Linked DNA regions of Danio rerio: region 1 is linked to region 2. Evidence: chromatin contacts called from public Hi-C data. All regions are on one chromosome and are shown on one strand. The core of a region is the stretch at or near the end of the contact, and the rest is flanking DNA. Distances in the headings are between cores, read along the strand shown. Region 1 holds the start of rbm22 (RNA binding motif protein 22). Region 2 holds the start of cnot6a (CCR4-NOT transcription complex, subunit 6a).

Evidence for each region. A called contact is a pair of places that touch in the nucleus more often than the background predicts.
Region 1: a Hi-C map of hematopoietic stem cells shows a contact between it and region 2, with 3 times the contacts expected there. The contact joins the promoter of rbm22 here to the promoter of cnot6a in region 2. A contact is called at or near these places in 2 of 18 Hi-C or Micro-C datasets (caudal fin and hematopoietic stem cells) and 1 of 4 datasets of contacts at active chromatin or transcription factors (embryo).

Annotation. Positions count from the first base shown.
Region 1 is chr21:35,910,155-35,914,288 of GRCz12tu, forward strand. It overlaps rbm22 (RNA binding motif protein 22), which reads right to left and starts at 1,374. Exons shown (of 11, transcript NM_213214.1): 1 at 1,308-1,374. The coding sequence starts at 1,361.
Region 2 is chr21:35,465,064-35,468,858 of GRCz12tu, forward strand. cnot6a (CCR4-NOT transcription complex, subunit 6a) reads right to left here and starts at 1,516. Exons shown (of 12, transcript NM_212660.2): 1 at 1,423-1,516; 2 at 1-18. The coding sequence starts at 8. All of the region lies in intron 2 of LOC141380027 (a long non-coding RNA gene), which reads right to left.

The DNA.
Region 1 (4,134 bases), core at 124-2,623, 440 kb after region 2:
CAAAAGCTAATCCTAATAAATACTGTGAATCCACTTGAGTAAATAAAGCAATTTTAGCACAGTAAAACTCAATAAATAGAGAACTCAACCCAACTGAGTACTGTAAAAACCAACAGATTAAGGCAACTTAATCAATTTGAGGAAACAGATCACTACAAACCATTTGAGTTTAAAAAAAATAACATAAATAAGTACTGTGAGCTTACTCCATTTAAGTTGCAGTAATGAGGTATTTAACTCATTACCTTCAACACCAAGTTCAAAACTTTTCTCAGATGAGTAGAATTAACTTTGTCAATTTTGAGTCCACTACACTTATTTCAGTTGATAAACTTGACTCTTGGATTTTACAGTGTACTTTATAAAATTACACAAAAGACTAAGATAACAATAAGTTTACATTCACCTTCTTTCCATCCTCATTAATAATAATAATAATACATTAAATAAAAATAAATAAAATAAATAATAAAGAAAAATAAGTAGCAGGGGAGTTGAAGTTTTTTTTTAAATATGAAACCGAAATCCTCGAATGATGAATAAATCTCTTGCTTTTCGGTGTTTTATATCTCACTACATGTAACGTTAGTCAAATAATCACAAATTATTTTTTAAACACTAAGTTACTAGTCTTGGGGAAATTTCGATTATTTTTTTATTTATAAATTCAACATTTTAATCATAAAAACAAATTATTTATTATATAAGATATCTTTTTATCCTTAAGTATTAAGCCAAACTTAATAATTTCCACTGAGAAGACAAGTCTTACAGAAATTTTCTGCTGTATCCAAGCTAACACTTCGTCCCAAAATGTATGCAAGTGACCAAATTACATTGGAAAAACAAGTTTTCAATTGCTTCAAAATCGAAAGTACAAAACTCTCTCCAATATATGTTGTTGGATACACGTGATTCGTAACTTTAAAGTGTACTTCTTTAAATTTAAAAGAAATATTTTGTTTAATATCATACACATTTTTCTTATCCTAATAAGATTTTAGCATTCAACTGATCGATTGATTGTGTCTGTAACGTTACAACAAAACGCCGTTAATTTACAGTAACTGGAGTGTTGTTCGCTTAATTTAAAATTCACTTATAAGTGTGTGGCAATATAGGTAACATATACACATATTTTAATAATAGATTAGATTGATTTAAATGATGAAAAGGTATTGTTAGCCGTGAGCTAATACAATGATGAATAGGAGTCTAGTAGAAAGGTTTACTAAGATCGGCCAAACAACAGACGCAATAGGTAAAACTGCTTAAACCACATAAACAATGAATATGTTCCTACTCACCGAATCTTCCCAGTTTTGCCTGTTATAAGTGTTGGATCCCAAAGACGTCGCCATTGCTACAGGAGGCTAGCGCGAACGGAACCTGTACCTACAATGCTTTGCGTCTGTGAAGCGGGGGAAACGCCACAGCGCCCCGTACTGTAACGGTGTAGTATAGCCCAGCTCTGTGTGGTCTGCACAGAAAAGACCAGGGTTATTGATTTAATACTATTTAATCTTTTGACAAATCTAGTCAAATCTAGTTAGTGTCTAATGAGACTTGTTTGTAAGATACTATAATAAGTTAGGGATGGCACAGTGGTTAGTTGCCTCACAGCAAGAAGGTCGCTGATTTGACCCTTGGCTGGGTCAATTGGCATTTTGGTGTGGAGCTTGCATGTTCTCCCTATGTTTGTGTGGGTTTCCTTTGGCTGCTCTGGTTTCACCCAAGGACTTGCTATGGGTGAAGCGGGTTAGCTAAATTATACGTAGTGTATGTGGGTGAATGAGAGTGTATGGGTTTTTCCTAGTACTGGGTTGCAGCTGGAAGGGCATCCGCTGTGTAACACATATACTGCATAAGTTGGCAGTTCATTCTGCTGCGGCAACTCCTGATTAATAAAGGAACTAAGCCGAAAAGAAAATGAATGAATGATAATGATTTATTACCAATTGATACCAATGATTTATTAAACAGTTTTGTAATATTTCATGAAAGCAAAGCAAACTGGCCAAACACATTTTAGGCCTACTTGTTTATTTGATTGTTTATTGATTATACTTTACTGTCAATTACTATCAAATAATTACAATTATCCTATTAAAGGGTGGTGCGGTGGCACAGTGGGTAGCACTGTCACCTCACAGCAGGAAGATCGCTGGTTCAGCCTCGGCTAGATCAGTTGGCATATCTGTGTGAAGTTTGCATGTTCTCCACATGTTCATGTGGGTTTCTTCCGGATGCTCCGGTTTCCCCCACAGTCCAAAGACATGCGCTATAGGGAAATTGGGTAAGCTAAGCTGTCTGTAGTGTATGTGTGTGAATGTAAGATTGTATGGAGGTTTCCAGTGATGGGTTGCAGTTGGAAGGGCATCTGCTGCATAAAACATATGCTAGATAAATTGGCGGTTCATTCTGCTGTGGCGACCCCAGACTGATAATAATACTCTACTGTTAATAACTATCAAATACATACAATTAAAAAAGTTTTTAAAAGTTAAAAAAAGACTAACAAAAGATAACCCTTAAAGGGAAATAGTTGACCCAAAATGGAAACTTACTATTTACTTAAAGTGGTTCAACCCTATGTGAGTTTCTTTCTTCTGTTGAATACACTCACAAAATAAAGGATATTTTGAAGAAAGCTGAAGATGTGTAACCACTGACTTTCATAATATAGGGGAAAAACAATATTATGGAAGTCAATGGTTACAGGCTTACATTTTTCAAAATATCTTCTTTTGTGTTCAATATAAGAAATAAACTCATAGAGGTATGGGTTTAAATTAAAAGAGTGAATAATTGATCACAGAATTTCATTTTTGGGTAAAATGTCCTATTAACCCTTAAACAGGCATCATAACCACCTGGTTGACCTTTTATCCATAGGTTATCATTATTATTTTATTTGCTTATTAATATTTATCAGAGTTGTGTCAGCCTATTATTCAATACAATATGTGGGCCAAACTAATTATTTTCAAGGAGTGCACTTTAAAAGATTAAAGGGATACTCTCTCCTTTTTAAATATATGATTAAAATTGATCCACTATAGTAAAAATGCATGATTTATAATCAATTTAACAAAAACAATGATCCTTTAAAAATGTTTTTATTTATAACATTTCACAAAGCCATGGGGGTGTTTGGGTGTTTCAAAAGACCCATCCTCTCACAGACAAAGGTCCAGAATGTGGCCCATACATGAACTCATTTATTCTATTTTGTCTGCTATGTCATCATAAAAAAATAAAAATGAAAAATAAAAACATTGAAAGTTAAGTCATCTTTCGCTACTGTTTTATTTTTAAAATAGAGAAAACATTTTACAAATGACTTTTATTCTAAATCTTAGACCTTATTTTTGAAACAAAAACTGATTATTATTATTATTACTATTATTATTATAATTATTATTATTATTATTAATCTTATTATTATGTTTTAGTTTTTTTTTTATTCATACGGCCAAATTCTGACTGAGGAAAGTTGAATTTGTTCAGTTTGTTATTTGCCAAATAAAAGACAATAGGCTGCAGTTTTTAATTAAAATGAACATTCTTATTGTTTTTCAATGTTAGATGATGTAACATATTTGTATTTTAAAATAAGTATTTATTCAGCATTCTTTATTCTAAATCTTTAGGAAATATTTTTATACATCAAACAGAGTGGTTATGATTACTATCCGACTAATTCAGCTAAAACAAGTGCTTTTAATGTAATATTTAAACCTCATAGTTGAATTTAAAATGAGGCAAATAACTGAAAAAAGGTCCACTTGAGAGAAAAAAAAAGAACAGGCCTGGATTGTTTTATTTAATGACCATTTTGTGTCACATTCCAGGGCCTGGAATGTGACACAAAATGGTCATTAAATAAAACAAATCTGTTACTTTAGTTTTAAACTTACCTGTAACATTATAACCAATTGATAAATTTCATTACAGCCAAATAAGGCATGATCAAATGAAATAAGGATGAAATAATATGCTTCTAAAAAGATTCGTGTGAAAAATGACAAATGAATGATTTACTGACATCTACTGGCTTTGTTTGAACATGTTTTGTTTCCGTTAGATGGCAGCAATCTTCCGCTAATCAGAGCACATGTTTCTCTCAGCTCC
Region 2 (3,795 bases), core at 266-2,765:
TTGGGCATCCCTGTAATACTGAAACACAAAACATAGATCACTTTCACTCCACAGCATGGTTATGGGGAAATGCACAGCATATGGGATGAACGTCAAACACGGGCTGTTCATGAAAGAGTGGGTGTAAGTGTGTAAAGAACAGGTGAGATGATTAGTAAAAATGACTTTAAAGGGCCTTAGCGTGTAAAAGGAGCAGAAAGGCACAAAAGCAATTCCAGGATCAATAGCTGAAGGGATTTTTCCATTACGTGGATAACAGACACACACGCCACTCAACGTCACCCCGATGCTTAAATTTGCATAAAAGCACTCAAAAAACAAGATTAAAACGGCTATTTTTGCTTGTTAGCATTCATTTTAAAAACAGGACATAAGATGACAGCTCGCTGCTGAGTCGTGTCAGAAATTAGCAACTAACGTCAGCAAGGCAATGCGCGAGGAGTTGGCATTTTAGGGGTGATTCTTATGAGAATATGGATTTAAAACCAATTGTGAGTATGAAAAACTAACGAGGCGTGGTACAGAAAGCCGACTCGTGTTACAAATCCCCAAAAACAAAAGGTGCAGCTGAGAGCATTCCGAATAAACACGCCGTGCCAGTATATTTCCATTACATAACTGCAGCGTTAATCGCTAACTAATCAGTAAACCCACAGGCAAGTTGCGAGTCGTTTTTGGTCTTTCATCATTGCTGTGCAACGCAACCCAAACAAAAACACCACTACCACCTCGTGTTTATTTCCCAGAGCCACGTTACAGAGGCAGGACTGCTAGCTGTGCGAGTTAAATCCATGCTGATAAATGCAACCTGGCTGCAAGACGCCGTAACAAGTCAATTAAGTGCACGTAACGTTAATTAGAAAACTGAGTGGCTTGGCATTGTAAAATGGCATTGTCGCACATTTGCTGAAGTGAATTAGTTTGATTGGACCCCTACAATGTGAGCGATTATAAGAGAGGCCTTTCATACATGTACACTGGTTTACTTGGATGTGCATTAGTGCTGTGTTCATTTCATGGAACATCAAAGTAAACCATAAACAAGTTTTATTGTGTTTGTGTATTTAAATTGGATTTTTGTGTTAGCTTATGTAGCTTCCCTACGGACACAGCAGGCTGCTTATATAATCAACAACACATCTTAACAGAAAATCGCATGATTGATAATTTTATCTTAGTTTTTAAAACACGTACGCACGAGTAGATCGTTGAAACGAAATAATCACATTCATATCGATCCATCATTTCCTCTATTCAGATTGAGCAAATTAGCATGTTGGCTAACTGGCTAACTGCGATTATACATTCACAAAACTACACCAATATGAACCGCGACGTATAGCAACAGGAAGGGAAACATGCTCCGTTGTTTAAACGCCACAAGATGCTTTTGAAAATGATTCAAAAGCGTGTTGGTTTTACCTGTAAGCTCATACCAGTTCACAAAGACGAGTGCGCGTTTCCTTTGTTTCTGATCCGCTGCTCTTTCTCACTGAAAGCAAACAAGCATCATGGCGGCCGTGAGAGTTTCAGGGCGCGATAAGAAGAGCTCCTCTCATTGGCTACGCCTGAAACGAGCGATCTGATTGGTTCGTCTGTCTGCTTGACGCCTTCAGGCTGTTTACGCCAGCGAGGCAGGCCAAAAACAGGAGCCACAAAAATAGGTCAATTTTGCGGATGTTGACAAGTAAAGTAAAACAAAGATGCAGTTTGATTTTAACGTGCTAAAATATATTTTAATGATAATGTTGAGTTCAAGAGGCGACAAAAACATGGTTTGTTATGAAATTACAAATTAAAATATTTCAAAATATGTAGTCAACTTACATTTATATTATATTGTATTATATTAGAATAGTATTTTGTTATTGCATGATTTTAGTGTGTTCATGATTGATTTCCCTAGCAACGAGATTCCAAAGGGCTTCTTGTTTTTATATATATAATTATATTTTTTTTCAAGCGTTGATGCACTGCAGTTTTATTCGATAAACACTGGATGGCATCATAGAGCTGTGCATGATCACATAGAATAGGGCAAACTTGGTCCTGGAGGGCCGGTGCCCTGCACAGTATAGCTCCAACTCTAATCAAACACATCTGCTTATAGATTTCTAGTGATCTTGAAGACACTGATTAGTTTGTTCAGGTGTGTTTGACTAGTGTTGGAACAAAACTCTGCAGGGACACCAGCCCTCGAGGATCTCGAAATCTGGGGGGCCCAACAAATATATTTATGTTTCTTGATTAATTAAATAAAAAAAATTCTATCATGTTTTGTATGGGGTCCAACAAAAAAAATCCCCCACTCAAATTATGCACTGTAAAAAAGCTGGGTTCCACACAGTGGACCATTTTTTACAAGATATTAATTATGCAGATTTCCTACAGGATTGTCAGCTCATTTTTCTGTAGGAAAAACTGCATGAATTTTATGAAGGAAATAAAATTTATGGAGGAATTATTTCCACAGAAGTTACAATCCGACAGGTCTATTACAGTTCCAGCAGGATTATTGTGCAGTATAGATATGAAGTTGGAGAAATTTCACAATGAAACAATGTATTTTTACAAATAATTTATCACAATTATTAAAATTTAAGAAAAAAAAAAAAGACTAAAGCAGTGTCCAGTTCATAGCAGGTGGCGTTTACTCCGATTTCCTAACAAAAAAATGAAGAAAAATTTCCTTTGAGGGGTAAAGTTGGTGTAGGGCAGAAAACAGTCTGGACATTATAAAGCCATTACAGCTATGGAGAATCCTTGTAAACAACCAATACATCCTTTTCACGAGACTGTTATGATGTGTTTAACAGTCATCATAATTTAAAAATCCTTGACAGTTTTTAATATTTGGATTTTTAAAATCATATGAACATTTATATGTAGTTATGAATGTATTATATCATCTTTGATACAGCATCTATGGGGCTGAGAGTAAATTTGATGTTATTCATTCTCTAGCTGAGGTCTCACACAATTTTTTTCTTGTTTCTGAAAGTCATGAAATTTTTATTATTTCAGCAAATAGGGTTGTAAAAAAATATTTGTTGTACTCTTCCGTTCACTGCGCTCCAAGTTTACCTAATGAAGAAGTCCACTGATAAACCCAGAAATGTGAAAATAATCTATTCCTTCATGTTGTCCCAACACTAATTGATTAACCTAACTCTTTTTTTAAACATAAAACTATTAAGTTGTACACCCCCCCCCCACCACAAAAAAAAAAAAAACCTCAAAAACTGTGTTGATTAAGCTCATTTTAAAGAATCAGTTTGAACAACCAGCCAGAATATTTTCTTGAGTGGGGATTAGTCCAGCAATCAAATCAGATAAAGATTTCAGATTTTAGTTTCTATTCTTTCAAAAGTATAGCCTTAAGATACAAAGTTATGTGATAAAAAAAAAAAATAGACACCAAAATAAAAATAAAACAATTCAAATAAAAAAAACGGTGCTTATTAGGACTGTTGGGCCACATAGCTGGAATTTCTTGGGGCCCCTGATTCACTAAACTTTATTACAACTTTAATTTAATATATATACAGTCATCGAAGCCGCTGTAAACATTCTCTTCTTTTTTTATTGACATGCTAGCATCACAGTTGTTGCTGCCACCTTAAAGGTGATCTTTTGATTGAGATTTGCGCCCAGGTTTTTAAAAATGTTGGATCACAGATTGGATCAAATCTTGGAAATGGGTTTTTCAAAAGTAACAAAGGGATTTTGAATTAAGTTTACACCATGCAATCCTATACATTATTAAAAACGTTGGACTCAGATTGGGAACTATTT